Regions from separate parts of the Mus musculus genome. Here regions 2 and 3 are each linked to region 1. A link is a contact called in public Hi-C data. All regions are on one chromosome and are shown on one strand. The core of a region is the stretch at or near the end of the contact, and the rest is flanking DNA. Distances in the headings are between cores, read along the strand shown.

Region 1 (2,700 bases), core at 97-2,596:
CTTTACTGAGAACTTAGGCATGAGAGGAAACAAAATAGAAGCCAGTAGTCCACCTCAGTGTATTCAGAGGAGGGCTTTTGTCTCCTACCCCGTGGCAATTTTACCACCCGGACTCCTGCCTGGCCTGGAGTTCCCCTCCATTGGCCACCAGCCACCACCACTGGCTGGAGCAGAGATCACCGCCCTGCATGCTGTGGTCACGAGGAGTCCCTGCCCTTTAGTTATGTGGTAGTTTATGTGCCAGGGGAAAGCAAGGCCAACCAGTCCCTGGTGCCCCCAAACACATTCTTGGCATCTCACAAAAATGCTGAAGGTACCTGATTAGAGAAATGCTTTGGGCTCTATGGGCCATGAACTCTGAGCCCTAGGGAGGCAGTGACTTCACACCTCCCCCTCGCCCACCCCGTCCCTGCCAAGTCTGAGCTGCCTACCACATCAGTGACACCATCGCGGTTTCTCTGTCCACGCACATGGCCAGTGTTTCTGTTTTCTTGAGGCATCAGCTTTGATACACACAGAAAAGGGCGGGGGATGTTAATGTGGGGAAGGTATCTATTAAGGTCTGAGCTCCAGTTCCTTCCTGTCAAACGGAAATAAGGATAATCATGTGTGCACATTAAACTGCACATGTCAGAGTCCCCATGGTGGTCACTGTCACCCCAGAGTCTGTTCCAACACTGGCCCAGCCCAAGGTCAACCATTTCCCCATTCAGGGTTCAGTGCCTTCTACACTTTCCAATGTCCATAGAGGACAGAGGATATGTCAGAACATGGCCAGATTTGCATCCCAAACTGGACCCCTTCGGCAGCTCACAGTGGAAACCATGTGGTTGACCCAGAAGTGGACACCCACACATTTCTCCACCTATCAGTCTGCCCATCAGATACCTCCTGGGCATCTTTCTATATACCAGTTCCTCCCTGAGCACCTGGGACTTGGCCAAAAGTAAACTACATCTCTATCCTGGTGAGGTTCACATTCTAGCCAGAGAAAGCCCATGATAGGGGACCCCTAAATACACACCACATCAGACAAGAGGAACACCAAGGGACAAGCCAGGCCGGGAGAGGAGACAGTCCTGGAGACACACTCCTGCCCTACAGTCTTCTGGGGTCCCTTAGGCCAGAAGATCTACACATACATTCAGATGGGCAAGGGGGGACAGTAGAGAGGACAATACACGTGGGCCTTGCAGTCAAGGAAAGCTGCCCAGCCGCGAAGGAAGCCTTTATGAAAATAGGAAGGAAAGATCATTTAGGTAACCACCAGTCTAGCCTTAGAGTGGGGAGGTGAGCGGACTGGGACAGGATCCACCCACTGCCGCTGGAGCTCTGCTGTCCTCTGCTGGACAGATCAGGGATTTCAGGTACCCTAGTCTGGGACTCCTATCTCCTGGATAATCTGCGCCTGCCCCAGGCCCTCACCTGTATGCAAAACACCTCTGGGTGCCAGTTCATACTACCAGCTGGACCCTATGAAGGGCACACATCCCGTTACCCAAGCCAATTCTGGGTGCCCTATGGGTTTACAAGGTGCCAGTGACACCAGCCCACAGCAGGCTCTACTGGGGCCTCAGACATCAATGGCATCTGGGTCTGCATACAGGTGCCAGCTGTCCCAGTGCACACCTCACCTGGGGGAGGGACACTGCTTAAAATGCTCATTGAGACAGGTGAACACAGGACGGAGCACCTTTGTATAGATGCAGAGGTGAAGGGGGTGCTGTCAAGGAGCCCCCAAACTGTGTGCCAAGTAGAGAGCCCGTGAGAAATGCAGCCCCTTCCTTGCTGCCCTGTCACACCAGGCTTCTGTCAGCCATTTTTCAGTGATGCTACATACCATCCAAAGCCTTTCTTAGGAGCTGTGCTCTCCAGAGTGCCTACAGGTCCAGGGTTCAGTGAGGTCAATCCTAAATTATACACAAGGAAACAGAAGCAGTGGGAGAGGGGCCCAGAATAGTGCCCTGGCCTGGAGAAATCCCCAGATATTATCTCCTAAGAATCACCATTAAGTAGGTTGATCTATCTATCATCTATCTATCTATCTATCTATCTATCTATCTATCTATCTATCTATCTATCTACCTACCTACCTACCTACCTATCTACCTATCTATCTATCTATCATCTATCTAAGGTCCACAGATCCCAGAGGGGCTGATCAACCCACAATGTCTAGAACAATCCCCATCTAAGCAGGCAGCGGTGAGTACCAGCCAGCATGTGCCTGCTTGTGGACCCCTCCAGCTCAGGACAGTGTGTTTTCACCAGAGGACAGCACTCTGTCCCACTGGTAGCCCTAGCCCAGCTCAAATATCTTCCAATGCTATCACTTCAGAACAAAGTGACAAGCCAACATGGACAGAACCTGCTTCCCTAGATCACTACATAGAAACAGAAACTGTCTCTTAAGCCACTCTGTCCCTACTGACTTCCAGTCCCACCTCAGGAGTCTGGTGGCCTAGGGTCCATCATCAGCATGAGTGCTGGTAAGAAGCACCCACAGAGGACTGAGCTGCCTCAAGCCTCTATGACAGGTCACCACCGACTGGGGTACACAGACCAGACTGTCTCCCTTCACAGTTTGCAAAGCCAGGCATCCAAGTTTGCTGACATCTGGGCCCCACCCCTCCAAAGGGCCCAGGGAGGAGCCTTCCTTAGCTCTAGCTTCCTGATTCCCAGGCCTCCCTCAAGACATAC
Region 2 (2,700 bases), core at 118-2,617, 190 kb before region 1:
GAACCAGAGTCTCAAACTTCTTTTCTTTATGGCTAGGAACCCCTTACCCCCAAGTTGAATGTTTTGTTGATGTTGTTTTTGTTTTGTTTCTGTGTTTTTAAATATCTATCTATCTATCTATCTATCTATCTATCTATCTATCTATCTATCTATCTATCTATCTATCTAGGCAACTTATCCACTGAGCTATCTCAGCAGCGCAGAAGAGTATAGTTAACTCTTCCTTTTCTCCAGTGGGGCCCAGCATCAGCTTGCTTGGGCATGTGGACTGTCCCCACAGAGGGAAGTTGCAGACTGTGTTCTTCTGGCTCATGCCTATTCATCTGAGGATAAGCTGACTGGCTCTAAGAACATGAAGGGCAAGAAGACCTGCTGACTGCCTCACTCTGAGTCTCAAGTGTTCTTACCATTTGTGGGCAGGAGGGGCCTCGTCCCATTCCCATTGTGTCCAGATTCCGGATCCCCCTGCACCAAAGCACAAGATGTCAAGCCAGTGGAAGCAGAAGATCCTGTTTATGCATAAGTTGGGCTGAGGGCTTTGTCTCTGAGAGGGCTGGCAAAACAAGGTGGCTGGTCACTGGAATCTAGACAGATGTACCCAGTGACTGCATTTGCATCTGTGGACAGATGAGTTCCAGGGAATGCCTACTTCTAGCATGGCTCCATAGTTTGTGATTACCCACAAGTCTTTGTACTCTTTCATTCAGAATGGAGAGACTTGAGGGTTGCAGGATGAAGCAGTGCATGGCATGCAATCTGTCCTCAGGGAAGAGTGTCAGGCCAGCAGAGGACAGGACTGGGGATGGGGTTGTGGAGAGACCTCTCACAGATTTTTGGAAGAGGGCTCTGGCTGAAGTGGCCTAGCTGACAAGGTTGGGGGCAGGTCTGTGTTGCCTGTGTGTGCAGCTATGTATAGTCTTCCTTTCACACTGGAAGAAGCAGCTCATAGTTGGGAAGGCCTGTTTTAATGGAGGAGAGGAGTTTTCTCCTGAGAAGGAGTCACCACAGTCTGGCTTGGAGCTCAGGGACCACCCCACTGGCATCCCCTCTTGCAGTGATTTATTCTGGAATCAGAGATCAGGCTAATGGGTCCTCACTGCCTGGTTAAGTCATTGCTCATCCCTGCAGATTTGAAGTGATGCCTTTGTAAGACACAGTGTGTGTGTGTGTGTGTGTGTGTGTGTGTGTGTGTGCATGTGTGTGTAGTAGGCACAGCTTAAGGCAGCAGCTGACTACAAGAGACCCCACCTAAAGCTTATGTACACAATGGGGAGAGGAGAATGGATCCCTAGGCACACTTGGGGAGTATCCTCAGTCTGCAGAGGTCACCACATTGCAGGTTGCATGCAGGACACACGTGACCGTCAGGTTTCTGAGCAACTAGCCGGGTGCAACCTCAGCTTCTCCTTTCTCAAGTTTGGGTGGCTCATGTATTTGCAGTCAGTCCTAAAATGAGCACTTAACTTTGTCCCACCCATACTACCTTAAAGGCCAGTTCCCTAGGGTAGCTGAGTACCCATGGAAGCTTGGGTGAGCACCCCCAATGGCCTGAGGGTAGAGGCATGCAACAAGAGTGGACACTGGGTGGAGAAGAAGCTCCAGAGCTCCAGTCAGGGCCTGGTGGCTCCTCTACAGGAGGGCAGACACTGTGTGGAAAGGGACCCTACAAAGGGAATACATTGATGTCACTCACCAAGTACTAGAACAGCTACCCAGATGGGCAGACATGATCTGGCAGTGTCAGGACGGAGTCACAGGGGTGAGTGTGGTCCAGGCTTGGGATGTGTACTCAGTGTGAGTGTGGGGAGAGTTCAGGGGATGACTCTCCAAAGTGAAGTGGATGAGAAGCAAGTGATGAAGCTCAAGGGAATGGTTCTGCTTCCAGACATGAAGACAGGTGAGGGCTGTGGGTAAGAAGCACTGTGGCCCAGGAGATCCATGGCTGCAAGCTGATGACAAGGAGAGAAGCCGATGACAAGGAGAGATGGACAGACCCTGGAAGTGGGGCAAGAAGGACCTGGCATTGGACAGGTGAGGTTAGTAAGGAGACAGAGTCAAACCAAAGCCAAACCCCAACCTAGTAAAGGGAAGTCCTAGACTGGCCACTTCATAGGTAAATTCTAACACTCAAAGAACTCACACTAGGTCTTTCCAATTTCTCCCAGAACAAGGAAGGTTTCAGAACACCTTTGAGTTCATCTGACAAAGCTGGCATTTCTCAAACACTACAAGAAAAGTAAACCACACATGAGTAATGCCCTTACTCCAGAGGCTGGGTATTTGAGAAGGCTGGGGGAAAGGCACAGTTAGCAAAGGTGGTTGCTGCCAAGCCTGGTGACACAAGTTCCATCCACAGAACCACATGGTGGAAAAAAAAAGAACTGACTCTCTCCTGTAAACAGTCCTCTGACCTCCACACCTGTGCCTCAGAACACATCACACACACATGCATGCACACACAAATACACATACCACATCACATACACACATACACATATCACATCACATGCATCACATATGCACACACATCACATACACACACACACACATATACCACCTCTCTCTCTCTCTCTCTCTCTCTCTCTCTCACACACACACACACACACACACACACACACACACACACACACACACACACACACACTAAATAAAACTGAAATTTAAAATATTCAGAGACTGGAAAGAAGGTTATAAGTCCTG
Region 3 (2,700 bases), core at 159-2,658, 220 kb before region 1:
ACTGGGGCTCAGCGAGACCTGGAATGGTGGCCCCTGACCACTTCCACTGGTGACAGAACTTCTCCAAATGCCTGAGGACCACAAAAAGCAAATTTGGAAATTTGGGGAAATCTCTGGATATGAAAACTTCATACAGTTCTCCTGTGGCTGTAAGTGACTCACGACATGCAGAAATCAATCCTAGAGGTCCTGGCCCTCCTCCAGCTGTTCTAGACCCCAGATCAGGTGAAGTATAGATACAAAGGGTTGGGGACTTTTTGGGGTCCAAGGCCTATCAGGTATCCAAGGTTGAAGAGGGACCACAAGTCTGCACAATAACGGCCCAGAAGTTTCCAGGGTGGGAAGCTCACTGTCCACATTTGGTCTTTGGATGTTCTTGGTGACATTCCCAGTGGTCTCTGCTGATGACATCTGAGGTCCCAAGTGGTCATCTGAGCTGCAGCAATCTCATCTGGGGAATGGGTACAATCCTACAATTGTCTCTCAGGTTTCACCAGGACAGATAGAGTCATACCTGCAACTGGCTCTCCCATGTGGCACTCTCAGGAGTGCTGTGGGTCTCAGGGCTCATGTCCAGGGCTCCAAGGACCCCATACTCTGCCGTCCTCCCAACTCTTCCAGGCTGAGCTGTTCACAGAGGTCTTCTGCCGTGTCCAGCTTCATCCTCAATGTGCCTCTTTATACTCAGTCACCCCAACACCCCTTTTGTCTTCATCTCTGGTTGAGATTTTTGCCTTCAAGTCTTTGACCTTGTTTTCTCTTTAGCTCAGCTTCCAAATCCCCATCTTCACCTGTTCTAGAACTTTCAGTCTTCTGCTCCCCTTGAGGAAGGCTCTTGAGTGCCCATCCAGGTGTGAATGGAGAGTCTGGCTGTTTTGTGAGCAGGTGCTTGTGATCAGTGAGCTCATGACTGGGTGTGGCTGAGGTCCATGAGCCCAGACACCTGAGCTGAACAGGGCCGGATGTCTCTCAGTCAGCTAAAACAACGTTTGGTCTTTTCCAGGCTTTTCCAGTAATTTTTCTCCCTGGGTGTCCAGTAAGAGGTCACCCTATTTCTCCATGTCCAGCCACTGCTAACATCATCCTCCTGCCTTCTCTTTTCCAATAAACCTTGGGCCACACTGGCTCCTCTATCTGCCTTGGGCAGACATGGCTGTCCAGCTGCCAAGAGGTCTCTTTCTCAACCCTGACAGCTTGGCTTTATGCTGAGGCTCCAGTGGGCAGCAGATCAGGTGTCTCAGTACTCCTCAGTGGAGTGATCTTAGATGTGGTGTACTGACTCGCTGCCTCACTTTCTCCATCTGTAGAATGGCATCACAATGTCATTACCCTCTATGGTGATTAGTGCCGCAGCTGTGGCTCCCTTTCTGTCCCTGAAACTGAATGTTTTGCAATAATCTAGGCTTCTTGCTGTTGGCCCCTTGTGAACACCAGTCCTGAGCGTAGGTCCTTACCCACTTCCTCTGTTCTTATTTTAGTTGGGCCATCCACCCAGGGACTCCTTGTTGAATGTGTACATGAATGAATGAATGAATGATACACTTCCCTAGTGCTTGGCATAGTGTGTGGTGGATGGCAGGTACCTGTCAAGTCTTGCTGAATGTCATCTATGGACAAATGCACAAAAGTGCTCTTGCCACATGAAACTCTGAGCTTTTCTTCTGCTGCATATGAGCTATTGACAAAGACTGATGGTCAGCCCCAGCTACACAGATTTCCTCTACATGCTGCCTTCTGACCAGAGGCTGCCACTGCCTTCTGTTTCTTTGTCCCACCTCAGAGCTAGAATTTGGCTGAAAACCCCATTCCAGGCACAAAATTAGATAGGAGCTGGCAAGGTGACCAGCTAGCGGCCATCTTGATAAAAAAGCAGGTCTGACATCCTCCTAGATTCTGTATATCTCATGTGCCTTCCTGGGAAGCATTGAGGTCACACTGGAATCTCAGGACCCAACCCCATGAGGCTGAAACCTTGGTGAAGAGCAGTGAGAGAGCCCTTGTCTTATTCCCATCTTTCTTGGCCATATATCTTCCCAAATTGCATTGCAGGGAGTTTTTGTTTTGTTTGAATATTTTGCTCTGTATCCCAGGCTGGCCTTCAATTCACTACGTAGCTCAGCTGCCTCACTGGGCATTGAGGTGAGTGGGTAATGGAAGCCTTGGACTGTAATGCACCCAGGAGCTGTTGACATTTGAGGGTTTGGGTAAGAAGATTTCTCTATGGTTCTTGACTTCCCCCTTTTAGGCAATTTCTCAGGTTTCTGAGGTCCCCTGGTTGGACCCCCGAGTCAGGGAAGCCTCCTGTTCCCTGCATGAACTCATGTTTCCCACTAGGCTGGAAACTTTTATGTGTGCCTGGCTATGCTGACAACTGGAGCTGGCTTCAGATGCTGCTGCCATGGCAACTGAGGTAGATGCTCTCCTAAACAATCCAGTTACTGGATGGAGATGGTTTCTCTGCAGAATGTGCCACTAGGATAGTGGATGGGAGGTGGGGAGGGAGGCAGTCCCTTTCCTAGAACCCTTGACCCAGCCTAGGTCTGTCCTCAGAAAATCGATCTGCAGAGAAGAAAGGATGATTTGGAAAACTGCTGGGATCTCCAGGTTAGCTTCCAGAGAAATCCTGCAAGAGGCAAGAGGCTACACTCCTCCAAGTAACCTGGAGGCTCCAGACTTCCATGGCCACTCAGCTGGTGCTGG

Evidence for each region. A called contact is a pair of places that touch in the nucleus more often than the background predicts.
Region 2: a contact with region 1 is called in a Hi-C map of bone marrow-derived macrophages, with 37 read pairs. The contact joins two enhancer-like sites. A contact is called at or near these places in 10 of 484 Hi-C or Micro-C datasets (MC3T3-E1-derived osteoblasts, bone marrow-derived macrophages, differentiating embryonic stem cells and 6 more), 3 of 115 datasets of contacts at active chromatin or transcription factors (the NIH/3T3 cell line, embryonic stem cells and pancreatic cancer cells) and 1 of 9 other capture datasets (embryonic stem cells).
Region 3: a contact with region 1 is called in a Hi-C map of bone marrow-derived macrophages, with 25 read pairs. The contact joins two enhancer-like sites. A contact is called at or near these places in 1 of 15 datasets of contacts at CTCF or cohesin (embryonic stem cells), 7 of 484 Hi-C or Micro-C datasets (bone marrow-derived macrophages, embryonic stem cells, palatal mesenchyme and 1 more) and 1 of 115 datasets of contacts at active chromatin or transcription factors (embryonic stem cells).

Annotation. Positions count from the first base shown.
Region 1 is chr7:145,241,950-145,244,649 of GRCm38.p6, forward strand. It overlaps a transcript of Tpcn2 not described here. Among named protein-coding and RNA genes, the nearest start is that of Smim38, 35 kb to the left of the region's middle. Within about 2 kb of position 1,347, at least 19 of the 459 cell types and tissues checked have an H3K27ac peak or open chromatin away from gene starts, as enhancers often do. A contact at or near this core is called in bone marrow-derived macrophages, where this site is marked.
Region 2 is chr7:145,049,549-145,052,248 of GRCm38.p6, forward strand. No RefSeq gene overlaps it. Among named protein-coding and RNA genes, the nearest start is that of Gm46023, 18 kb to the right of the region's middle. Within about 2 kb of position 1,368, at least 22 of the 459 cell types and tissues checked have an H3K27ac peak or open chromatin away from gene starts, as enhancers often do. A contact at or near this core is called in bone marrow-derived macrophages, where this site is marked.
Region 3 is chr7:145,016,938-145,019,637 of GRCm38.p6, forward strand. No RefSeq gene overlaps it. Among named protein-coding and RNA genes, the nearest start is that of Gm46023, 51 kb to the right of the region's middle. Within about 2 kb of position 1,409, at least 8 of the 459 cell types and tissues checked have an H3K27ac peak or open chromatin away from gene starts, as enhancers often do. A contact at or near this core is called in bone marrow-derived macrophages, where this site is marked.